Regions from separate parts of the Macaca mulatta genome. Here region 1 is linked to region 2. A link is a contact called in public Hi-C data. All regions are on one chromosome and are shown on one strand. The core of a region is the stretch at or near the end of the contact, and the rest is flanking DNA. Distances in the headings are between cores, read along the strand shown. Region 1 holds the start of SLC49A4 (solute carrier family 49 member 4). Region 2 holds the start of SEMA5B (semaphorin 5B).

Evidence for each region. A called contact is a pair of places that touch in the nucleus more often than the background predicts.
Region 1: a Hi-C map of fetal cortex germinal zone shows a contact between it and region 2, with 2.6 times the contacts expected there. The contact joins the promoter of SLC49A4 here to the promoter of SEMA5B in region 2. A contact is called at or near these places in 2 of 14 Hi-C or Micro-C datasets (fetal cortex germinal zone and fetal cortical plate).

The regions. Positions count from the first base shown.
Region 1 is chr2:160,986,122-160,991,569 of T2T-MMU8v2.0, forward strand. SLC49A4 (solute carrier family 49 member 4) reads right to left here and starts at 2,969. Exons shown (of 9, transcript XM_015130003.3): 1 at 2,489-2,969. The coding sequence starts at 2,828. It overlaps HSPBAP1 (HSPB1 associated protein 1), which reads left to right and starts at 4,224. Exons shown (of 9, transcript XM_077993806.1): 1 at 4,224-4,404.
Region 2 is chr2:160,747,094-160,752,047 of T2T-MMU8v2.0, forward strand. It overlaps SEMA5B (semaphorin 5B), which reads left to right and starts at 1,439. Exons shown (of 22, transcript XM_077993801.1): 1 at 1,439-1,932.

The DNA.
Region 1 (5,448 bases), core at 1,719-4,218, 240 kb after region 2:
GATGATAGGTAAAGTACTTCTTTGGGTTTGTTTGTTTGTTTTGAGACAGGGTCTCATTCTGTCACCCAGGCTGGAGTGCAGTGGAGCGATCATGACTCACTGTAGCCTCTACTTCCTGGGCTCAATTGATCCTCCAGCCTCAGCCTCCCCAGTAGCTAAGACTACAGGCGCATGTCAACACGTCCGACTAATTTTTGTATTTTTTGTAGAGTCGGAGTTTCACCATGTTGCCCAGGCTGGTCCCTAACTCCTGGGCTCAAGTGACCCACCCACCTCAGCCTCCCAAAGTGCTGAGATTACAAACGTGAGCCACTGAGCCCAGCAGAAACCCAAAGAAAATCAATATTTAGTTTAAAAGCAAACAACAAAAACCCAAAGAAAATCTCCATTTGGTAGGAGAAGCCCTTCCTCGGTATCTAGTACACATCTTCTGCAAAAGTATTTGCTGTAGCTGGAAGTTCTACAGCTGTCAAGACACACCCATTCAGGGCTGGATATCTTTGTTAGAAGGTCCTTCCTTGTATTGCTTTGAGTTACATTCCTTTGTAACTTGACTCAGTCTAGTTCTTCCTTCTAGAACTACACATAAGTCTAATTCCTCTTTTACTTGATCTTCACAGTCTATATTTTGCCTCAAGTTTCTTTTTGAAGTGTGATATACCCAAGTTCCCTTCACTTTACACATCATGATTTTTATACCCTTTATCATTCTTGTGGCAGAACCTTCAAAGTTCTGCAGTTTGTCAAATGGCCTTCTCAGAATCAAGCTCAGAACTAAACACTAATGTAGAGCCTATCAAACTATTTCGCTTCTTGTTTTGGACACCATGCTTCTATGCCTAAAACTGTCCTTTCTTTTTTAGCAGCTACGTTACATTGTTGATCATTAAGGAATTTACAGTCAACTATTCCTTAGTCTTTTTCACATGGATTCCAATGAAGTAATTCCAGTGGAGGAGGAGAGAAGGAAGCACAGCTACTAACATGACCCTGCCATTATTATTCTCTTAATAACCAACTAATTTTGAGTGCTAACTACATGTCAGACAATTGCAATTCTATACCTACCTACACTTGACTTTTGCTGAGGTCTGAATGTGTTCCCCTCAAATTCATATTTTGTTTATTCATTTATTTTTCTGAGACGAGTCTTGCCCTGTTACCCAGGGCAGAGTGCAGTGGTGCCATCACAGCTTACTCCAGCTTCGACCTCCTGGGCTCAAGCAATCCTCCCACCCCAGCCTCCCAACGTGCTGGGATTACTTGAGCCACTGTGCCTGGCCTCAAATTCACATTTTGAAATCTTAACCCTCAAAATGATGGAATAAGAAGGTGCAGACTTTGGAAGGTGATTAGGTTATGAGGGTGGAACCCAAGTGAATTGGATTACTGCCTGTATGAAACAGACCTCAGAGGGATCCCCAACCCCTTCTTCCATCTTATGTTATAATGAAAAGACCACTGTGTAGGAAGCAGGCCCTCACCAGACACCAATTTTGCCTGAGCCTTCATCTTGGACTTCCCAGCCTCCAGAACTGTGAGAAATAAATTTCTGTGTTTAAGAACTACCCTGTTTATGGTATTTTGTTATAGCAGCTCCAGTGAACTAAGACAACCTTCTAAATCTGACTAAAGAACTCATTGCAACAAAACTTATAAAACGTTGAACAGAAACTGTACAAAGTAGCTCCCAAGCATTATTCAATTAATAAATATAAAATCTTGCACAACAGCCTCTTGAGGGTAGACTGTCACTACTAATCATTTATCCATACTTATGTGGTACGTATGCCTTGATTCTCAGTCCTATGGCTTTTTTTTTTTTTTTTTTTTTTCTCCTCAGAGAATCACACTGACAAGTGGTAAAGAGAGATGTCGAGGGTACCATTCTAAGAAAGCATCTTCACTCATCTGCAAGCTTTAATTGAAAGTCGCAACTCTCAACTGAGAAAGCCACATACACACATTTTAAAGCTGCCGAGTACCACCTTCCAGAAACCAAAGTGTCAGATCTGAGTTTCCCAATAGCTCTTCCTGGGCTGAAGTCATTTATTACACAAAACCAACTCATTATTTCCTTACATCTGGGCACCATCAATCTATTTTCCGACCTTTTCACCCTCAACATCCCCAAATCCCTTTGAAGTCAAAGCATCAGTCATTTTTGTCAGGTGTAAAACACACTGCACGTGCACGGGCATGCTCTGATGTTCACAATATGTAAAAACTTGAACATTTAGAGATCGCTTAAATCCCTGGTGTTGCATAAACGGCCTGATAAAAACATAAACATTTGCAAGGTAGCCTTCCCACATTTGTCGCTTTGGGGACGGAGGGTTCCTAAATCAGAAATGGAATGCTAGCAACACTCCATCACCTCACACAACCCCTATGCCGGGGCCAAGGGAGGCGGCTGGCAGGCCTGGAGCGCGGGCAGGCGCCGGCTCCCCGAGGAGACAGCGCGGGCTGGCGCTCCCCGACCCCTCACCTCTCTTGTCCAGGAGCCACATGAATGCGAAGCAGGGCAGGAAGCCGATGGGCCCCCACAGCACGAGCAGCGCGATGTCCCAGCTGGAGAAGCCGTAGGCCTGGCGCGCCGAGTTCTGGATGGGACCCCAGGTGTTCCAGACCAGGCCCTGAACGAACGCCAGCAGCGAGAAGAGCAGCAGCACCAGCCAGCGGCGCCCGTACACCCGCCCGGGACCGGGGACCGCCGCGGGCAGCGCCGCCGCCGCCTCCCGGCTTCTCCAGGAGGCCCCCAGCCCAGGCCCGAGCCCGGGCCCCAGCAGCGGCTGCCTCTCCTCTTCGCTGCTCCAACGAGAGCCCATGGCGACGCGTCGCGCGCGAAGCCAATGCCGGGCTCAGTCCAGGTCACCGCCGACTAGCCCAGGGCAGAATCGTACGGAGCAGTGGCAGGCGGAGGCTGCTGTGGTCGCCCTCGGCCTCCGGGCCGCGCCTCGTGCGCCTGCGCGGCCCGAGCCGGGCCGGCGGGGAGGCGGGGCAGGCGGCAAGGAGGCTGGGGTCCGCCCTCCACTCCGCCGGTGGCTAGTAGACACCGGCGAGAGGAAAGGAGCCAGGTCCCAGACTGAGGGCAGGTAGCGCTGAAAAGGCAGGGACAAGCGCGGCTGAGTCGGGGAGAGGGAAACTTGCAGAGAGGCTGTATTCGAGGAGGTTGGGCAAGGAACCCTGGGGTGTTTGGAGGAAGTGTCCAAGTTAGATCTTGTGCGTAATAAACAACTCAGTGACCTGTGCTCACTTAACCTAATGCTTGCGTCTATTTTGGGCTTATTCTTATTTTTGTTGAGTTAATAACTTCAGAAATTATAGGCAGAGGATAAGATTTAGGCGTAGTTGGTCCCAGGGGATTATCTCATAAAAATCATTTATGTACAATAAGTACTGCCTATTTTTGTTATTTTTTTTTTTTGTCTTACATATCCAAAGAGGAGATTGCAAACTAGCCAATTCCATTCATATATATGTAAACTTTTTTTTACCCATTTCGTCTGTCACTTAATAGGCGAGCAATAAAGGTATGTCCAGTAAAGTTGTAAGATTTTTGCCCCAAAGTGACCCAGATCCATCTCCAGTGATTATGATTTGACCACAGGGTAAACGAGAAGAAAGGTGGTTGTTGATCTCTTCACACAGCTGTTTATTTTGGTATACAAATCCAGAAGCCTGACAGCTGTGGATTAGTGTCCTTGAAAACCTAAGTCAAGCAATTTGGCTTGTCTGCATCGGGAAATGAGTCACAGGGAACGCAATCACAGGATTCTTTGCCCGAGGTTCGTATTTCCCGGCAGCCACTAAAATTAGAAGAAGTCAGGTTGCTACCAGAAGGGCAAGAGAGGTGTAAGAGAAGCGTGAGCTAGCCTCGCATTCAAGGCTGCCAAGAGCGGCTCGCGAAAGCTGAAGTCAGAGACCCATCCCACCGCCGGAGCCCCATAAAGCGTCAAACCTTCCCCTAAAACTCCAATCATCTAGGGTGGAGAAAAGCCGAGGCGGAAAGCAAGGATCTGACTAGAAAAGGAGACACAGAAACGAAGCTAAAACTACAGGAAAGAAGCCTAAGGTCCGGGTTAGGTAAAAAAGCGCCACAACTCAGACCACGTGTTCGTATTTCCACACCCGGGGTATCAAAACAAAGCTGCGTGGTCCCGCCCAGCATCCATCACGTGACCTCCACGTGAGCGCCTGCGTTTCCGTAGGAGGCGGGCGGGAGTCGCCGGGGCTCCTTCCTGTGGTGCAGCTTCGGGTCCCGGAGCTTGGTCCCTACCCTGACCCCACCCCAGCTCCGCTCCGCCTTGGGTTCCGGCAGAACCCGCCTTGCGGTAGCCATGGCAGCAGGCTCCGAGGCGACCACTCCTGTGATCCTTGCAGCTGGGGCTGGAGGGGAGGAAGGTAGGTGCCAGGCTGAGGTCAGACCCTGAGTACAAACCCAATACCAGTTGACTCTCGTGGCACCCCTCGTGGGGCCGTTTGCCTTAGCCCCGTCCCAGGTCTCTCTGGCCTTGCATTGGACTATGAAGAAAATTCTGTATTTTCTAGCGAGCGTGGCATTTCTCGAATTGTGGCATCCAGATTTTTGATCGTCATAGGGTAGCCTACCAGTGCTGTTTCACGCATGGGGTGTTTGTTTTGTTTTGTTTTATATTTGCCCATCGTTAGCTAAATAGGGGTGTTTTGAATGTTGGGATTAAAATTAAATTTGTGAAATTGAAGGCAACCTTTGAGATTAATGGGAGTTATCTGAGACTTGTGAACAGGGATTTTTATTCTATTTCAGTGAACCCTGGTTTAGCAAGTGGAGATGAGGTTTGGAGACCCATGAGCCTGAGATCCCTGTGATTATTTATTGAATGATTGCACCGTGCAGCGCTCTGTTCTGGATACTGTCGCGGGATCCAGAGACTTTTGAATATTTATAACAATACCTTTTCCAAAGGAGCCTAGAAAGGGAAAAGAATGACTTACTATATGTTCACCTGAACTATTCTACCAGTAGTACACTCTGTGAGGGTTGTTATCAGGAGGAGGGATCTCAGTGGAGAGAACATAAATGCTTCAAGGAGGGAATAGTTTGAGGTCGGCCTTTTTTTTTTTTTTTTTTCTTTTGAGACGGAGTCTCGCTCTGTTACCGGGCTGGAGTGCAGTGGGGCGATCTTGGCTCACTGCAACTTCTGCCTCCCAGGTTCAAGCAATTCTCCTGCCTCAGCCTCCCGAATAGCTGGGACTACAAGCGCGCCACCATGCCCAGCTAATTTTTGTATTTTTAGTAGAGACGGGGTTTCACCATGTTGGCCAGGATGGTCTCGATTTCTTGACCCTGTGATCCGCTGAGGTGAGCCTTTCTGATTGGATGAGATGGTGGCAAACTCAGGTAGTGGTGCTGGGTTCAAGAAGTCAAGGAGCAGAAAAGGATGGATGTATTTAGGGATCAGATAG
Region 2 (4,954 bases), core at 189-2,688:
GGTCCAGGGCTCATGATAGATTTTCACTCAATATCCTGTGCTGCCTCTTCCAACTTGATTTTCACCCCAATATTAAATGAATGGGCTACCAGACTGGTATGCCCGCACATGCCCATTTCCTTCCTTTTCTTCTCTGCGTCTCTGCCTTTGTGTCCAGAAGGTGTTTTCCCTTTGTAAGTTTCTCTCCATTCTGCACATTATGAGTTTCAGCATTTCCGTTGCCTTAGAAAGTCTATCTTTGAGGTCTTGCACTGTTTCTCTTTCTACAGTGTCTCATAAACTCCCTTCTTGGATTCAGAACCACCCCTTCTTTCCCATTATCCTGTCAAACTGCTTCTTGCCATGGTCCAGGGGTAGGAGGATGGCAGGGAGGAGGTGCTTCTCTGGGGCTCTTAGTGTCTTAATTCTTCTGCTTTATCGGGGTTTCCTTTACCCAGAATTTTATTATGTAAAATGCTTCACTCAGACTTTGTTCTAATTATCCGATTTTTGGCATACTCTAGAAAGTCTTTTGATATTTTCCTTCCTCCAACTTATCTATTTTTATTCCATAGTTCTCTTTGGTTATCTCTTAGATTCACACTTTCCTGGTTTTAGCTTTTCAGATCCTTTGTCTTTCTCACTCGTTCTTAGGTCACCTTTTTTTAAATTTTCAAATATATTTTTTGTTCAGCAGAGGGCTCCCTTCCCATCCCTCTTGCAGCCCGGGCAGCTAGGATTTGAAGCTTGCCCCCTGCGTCTTTCTCTCCCGCCTTCTAGCCATCAGAAACACTAGATCACTTAAACTTGTAAACAATTCGGCCTCGCTTGTTTTGATTGCGCTAAACCTTCCGTCCTCAGCCGAGAACGCTCCAGCACCTCCGCGGATCGCTCATCTCTTGGCTGCCCTCCCACTGTTCCTGATGTTATTTTACTCCCCGTATCCCCTACTCGTTCTTCACAATTCTGTAGGGTGCGTATTACTAACCCCAGTTTACAGCTGAGGAAACTGAGGCTTGGAGAGGTTCGCTCAATATCGTACAGTTTGCAAGGTTAACCCTAATCGGCCAGTTCTGGCTTTCCAGCCCAGCCCAGCAGCCTAGCCTCCCTCTCTGCCACTGCAGGTTATAACGGCTCTCCCACGTTTTACACAAGGTCCCTTCCCCTTCAAATCCACAGGCAGGAAGATCGTTCCGAACTGATGGGGCTGGGGAATGTGGGAGTCCGGAGTGGGATTTGGGGGAGCTTCCTCAGGCCCGGAGTGTTGGGTTGGGCAGGTCCCGCCGATGCCCCGCGAAGATGTAACATTCGAGATGGGGTGACCGAGCACTGCAAGGCGGGATGTGGCAAACGGCGGCAAATGCTCGGGGGCCTAGGTCTCGCCGCCGGAATGCCCGCCGGGGAAGGGGCTTCAGCCCACCCGGCTGGTAACCACACTCTGCAGGCCCTGGGCGGGAGTCGGCCGAGCGGCCGCGCCGCAGGGCGCCCCCTCGCGCTCCTCCGCGCGCCTCGAGGCTGGCGGGTGCAGCGCCCGCCGCGGCAGGTCCGCTCCAGCCCCCTCCTCTCTTTCGCTGCCGCTCCCCTCCTTCTCTCCTTTCGCTCGCAACTCCTCCCCCACCTCCCCCTCCCTCCTTCTGCTCCCGCGGTCTCCTCCTCCCTGCTCTCTCCGCGCGCCGGGTCGGGAGCTAGTTGGAGCGCGGGGGTTGGTGCCAGAGCCCAGCTCCGCCGAGCCGGGCGGGTCGGCAGCGCGTTCAGCGGCTGCTGGGAGCCCGAGTGCAGCTGGCGCGGGCCGGGGTCGGGACTGCACTGGAGCGCTGAGAGCTGGAGGCCTTTCCTGCGCGGCCGCCCTATTCCCAGACGGGCCGCCAGCTCTCCTGGTTCGCCCCCGACGCTCCGCGCCGCCCGGGAGTCGGGAGCCGCGGGGAATCGGGTACCTGCACCCGTCGCTGGGAGGTGAGTCCCGGGAGCCCCGGGCGCTTCCCCTGCGCGGGTTGGGGCTGCAACTTGCAAACTTCAGCAACTCGGGTGGGTATCGGGGTAGGGAGGTAGGGGTCTGGGCTCTGGCAAGTTGAAGCCAGGTAGGTGAGGCTGCGGGCGGGAGGACAGGGGGTCCCCTGGCTTCCGCGCCACCCGCTGCCACCTCGGCTTAAGAGCCCTTGGCGCTGCCGCGTTCCCGCCGCCCGCCAGCTCTGGGTCCCGGTTGCACTGGGCCCTGCCCGGGCTGTGGTCGGCGCATCGGGGCTGCAGCGGCGATGGGGACCCGGGACCCAGGCCTGGAGAAGGAGACGGACGAGTGAGGCTGAGGGACAGAGGGACAGAGGGACAGAGGTGAGGAGATGGAGGCTTAGGTAGGGCCGGCTAGTAAACAGCTCGGAGGGAGAGTGCGGGCGGCGAGGCGCGTGGGAACGCGTGGCCCGCCTGGAGTGTGAAATCTCCCGCTCAGGGACATCCCCGCTCCACCGCCGCCGCCTGCGGAGCCGCCGCCCGGATTCTTCCCAGACCCCCCTCCAGGACACTGTTGCCCTGCGGAGCACGAACTCTGCCCGTCAGGCCCCAGGGGCAGTGGATCAGGGCCCTGGGAGGGTGGAGAGGGGTGCGGCAGCTGGAAGCGGGGACGCGAGCGGCGATTTCCCGATTTATGTTTCTCATGGTAATTTGTCTTTGTGGTTGGGGCTGCCCATTCACTTTCCGCTCACGTCCTGCGGGAGATCCAGCGAGAAGGGAGGGAGCGGGGGGCGCTTGGGCACAGAGAGGGATGCAGACGGGAGAGGGGATCGGGGACCCGCGCGGGGCGGGAGCCGAGAGGGAAGTGGTCGCGGGACTGGAGGAGGAAGAAGGCGAGGCTCGAGAGGATCCGGCCCAACGGAGCCGACTCCTTTGCCCACCGCAAACTTTAAACAAGGAGGAGGACCACCTGCAGCGCCGTTCTTACCCCAAGCCCAGTCTTTGGGTCGTTCCGACTGCCCACCGCGCCAGGCGGGAGTGGGCCGCGAGTCTGGATGAGGAGAGAGGAGCGCTGGATTCTGCCCGCACCCCTGCGATCCTGCCCAGGCTTTCTGCAGAGGGGCGGGGTGGGAGCAGCCGGAGCCGGGAGAGCTGCCTACCCTGGGGTGCACTCCTTCCTGGCTAACGGAATTGGGACTGGGGGTTTGGAAGCTTGCGTATCTAGATCTCACCACGATCCTACCTTCTCTGGCCCTAGCCCCATCTTTTTCCTTCAGCCCCTAGTGAATCCTACCTCCTTCCACGTTTCTCAGGCACCGCGACCCACTTCGGCCGCGGGGCCTCTCTCCACAGCCCTCCCTGCCCGCTTGCTCCTCACTTCCCACTTCCGCTCATCTCTTTAAGCCTGTTCTCTTCTTGACAATCAGCAGTGGCCTCTCACCTTTTCTAAGCCGGGACAGATGACCTTGAGGAAGGGGCAAGAGGGGAACTTGAACCTTACAACTGGACCTCACAAGTTAGGAAAAGAGGGGCAGATTTAAAAACAGCTTGGAAAGAAATAGCCAGTACCTTGCCCCAAGTCTAGATTTTCAACGGAGGAGGAAATAAAATATAGGAGAGACGGGGAAACTTGCCACTTGGTCACTCATGGGGTGGTGAGAACTGTTCTGACCTTGGGGTGTGTGAGTAGACCATTCGCAAGGAAGGGCTGCCTCTGGCTGTGCTGTGTTGGGAAAGGTGAGTGTGGGTGAGTGTGGGTTTCCGGGGGTGCTCTTTTCTCCATGTGGACACCTATCACCACCAGTCTGAGAAGGAATGGCAGATCTTCCATCCCTTTTCTTTTTCCAAGCAGCCAATGCCAGAGCCTTCCTCCTCCAAAGCCAACAGTAGTGAACATAATCATCACTGTGGACGTCCAACACTGTTTAAACCCCTACTGTGTGCAATGCACCATGCTAAATGCTGGTAGATAAAAAGAGGTACAGTGCTGAGCCCATGCCTAGAGAGGTTACTAAGTTCACCAGTTTGATCCTGAGACACTTGTCTACGTGTTTGGGGAGGGAGAACATGGAGAGGAAAATGCAGTGGCTGTACAGGCAGCAAGGTTCCTGATGACCCAAGGGTTTAGGAGAGGAAGGGTTAAAGAAAGCTTGATGACTCAGGTCAACCAGAGAGCTGAGCTTATTGACTCTGGCCTGAGATAGGACACCCACTAGCGAGGAGAAAAAGTTCCTTTACCACTTCTAGTGCCAGACTAGAAAACCAGAGAAGCCGAGAGGGCCAGCTCCAAACTATAGATTGCTACCTCCCCATTAGGACTGAGGAGCCCCAGAAACTTTCTTGTCTTAGGGTGAACTTCCTGGCTTGTTTGAAAGACCCTCCACTGGTCACTTCTTATTGAGACTCAAAGCTGGAAGAGGCCCTGGAGATTGTCCATGTCAGGAGAAGCACAAATTCAAATGCCTACAGAGGGCAGGCAGATCACAATGTGTTGATCAGGCAATTAGAGTGGCCCAGCTTATGGGCAATTGGGAGTTCAAAGCCAAACTGGCCAAGTGAAATGGTCTTAAGAAAATCAATTAACAGCCTTTAAGTAGCCTGACCCCTTATATCTATAGAGTAAGAAATTAAGATTCTAAGAAGTGAGCTCATCTGCCTTGAATGTACATGTTATCTTTTCTCCCTATACCTTGAGGATTGATTGAAATATCTCATGGCCTGGTTCTACCTCTGACCTGTTGGGCCCTTGGCTCACCCTCATTCTCAGGGCCCATTAAGATTCTTCTGTGAAATGATAAGTTCCTTGAGGGAGCCATCTTGTTTTACTCAAATCTGAGCACGTCGCATCCATCAATATTAGGTTCCACATGCAGAGCCAAGACTGGATTCAGATCTCCTGTCCCCCTTCCCACTGGGAATCCAGTGGGTGTAAACCAATTTTATTCTTTACAAAAAAGAGAAAATTCAACCATAACTTTTTGTTTCATCTAATGTAGCAATAGGGTTAGATGAGATAAGACTAGAAGCTCAC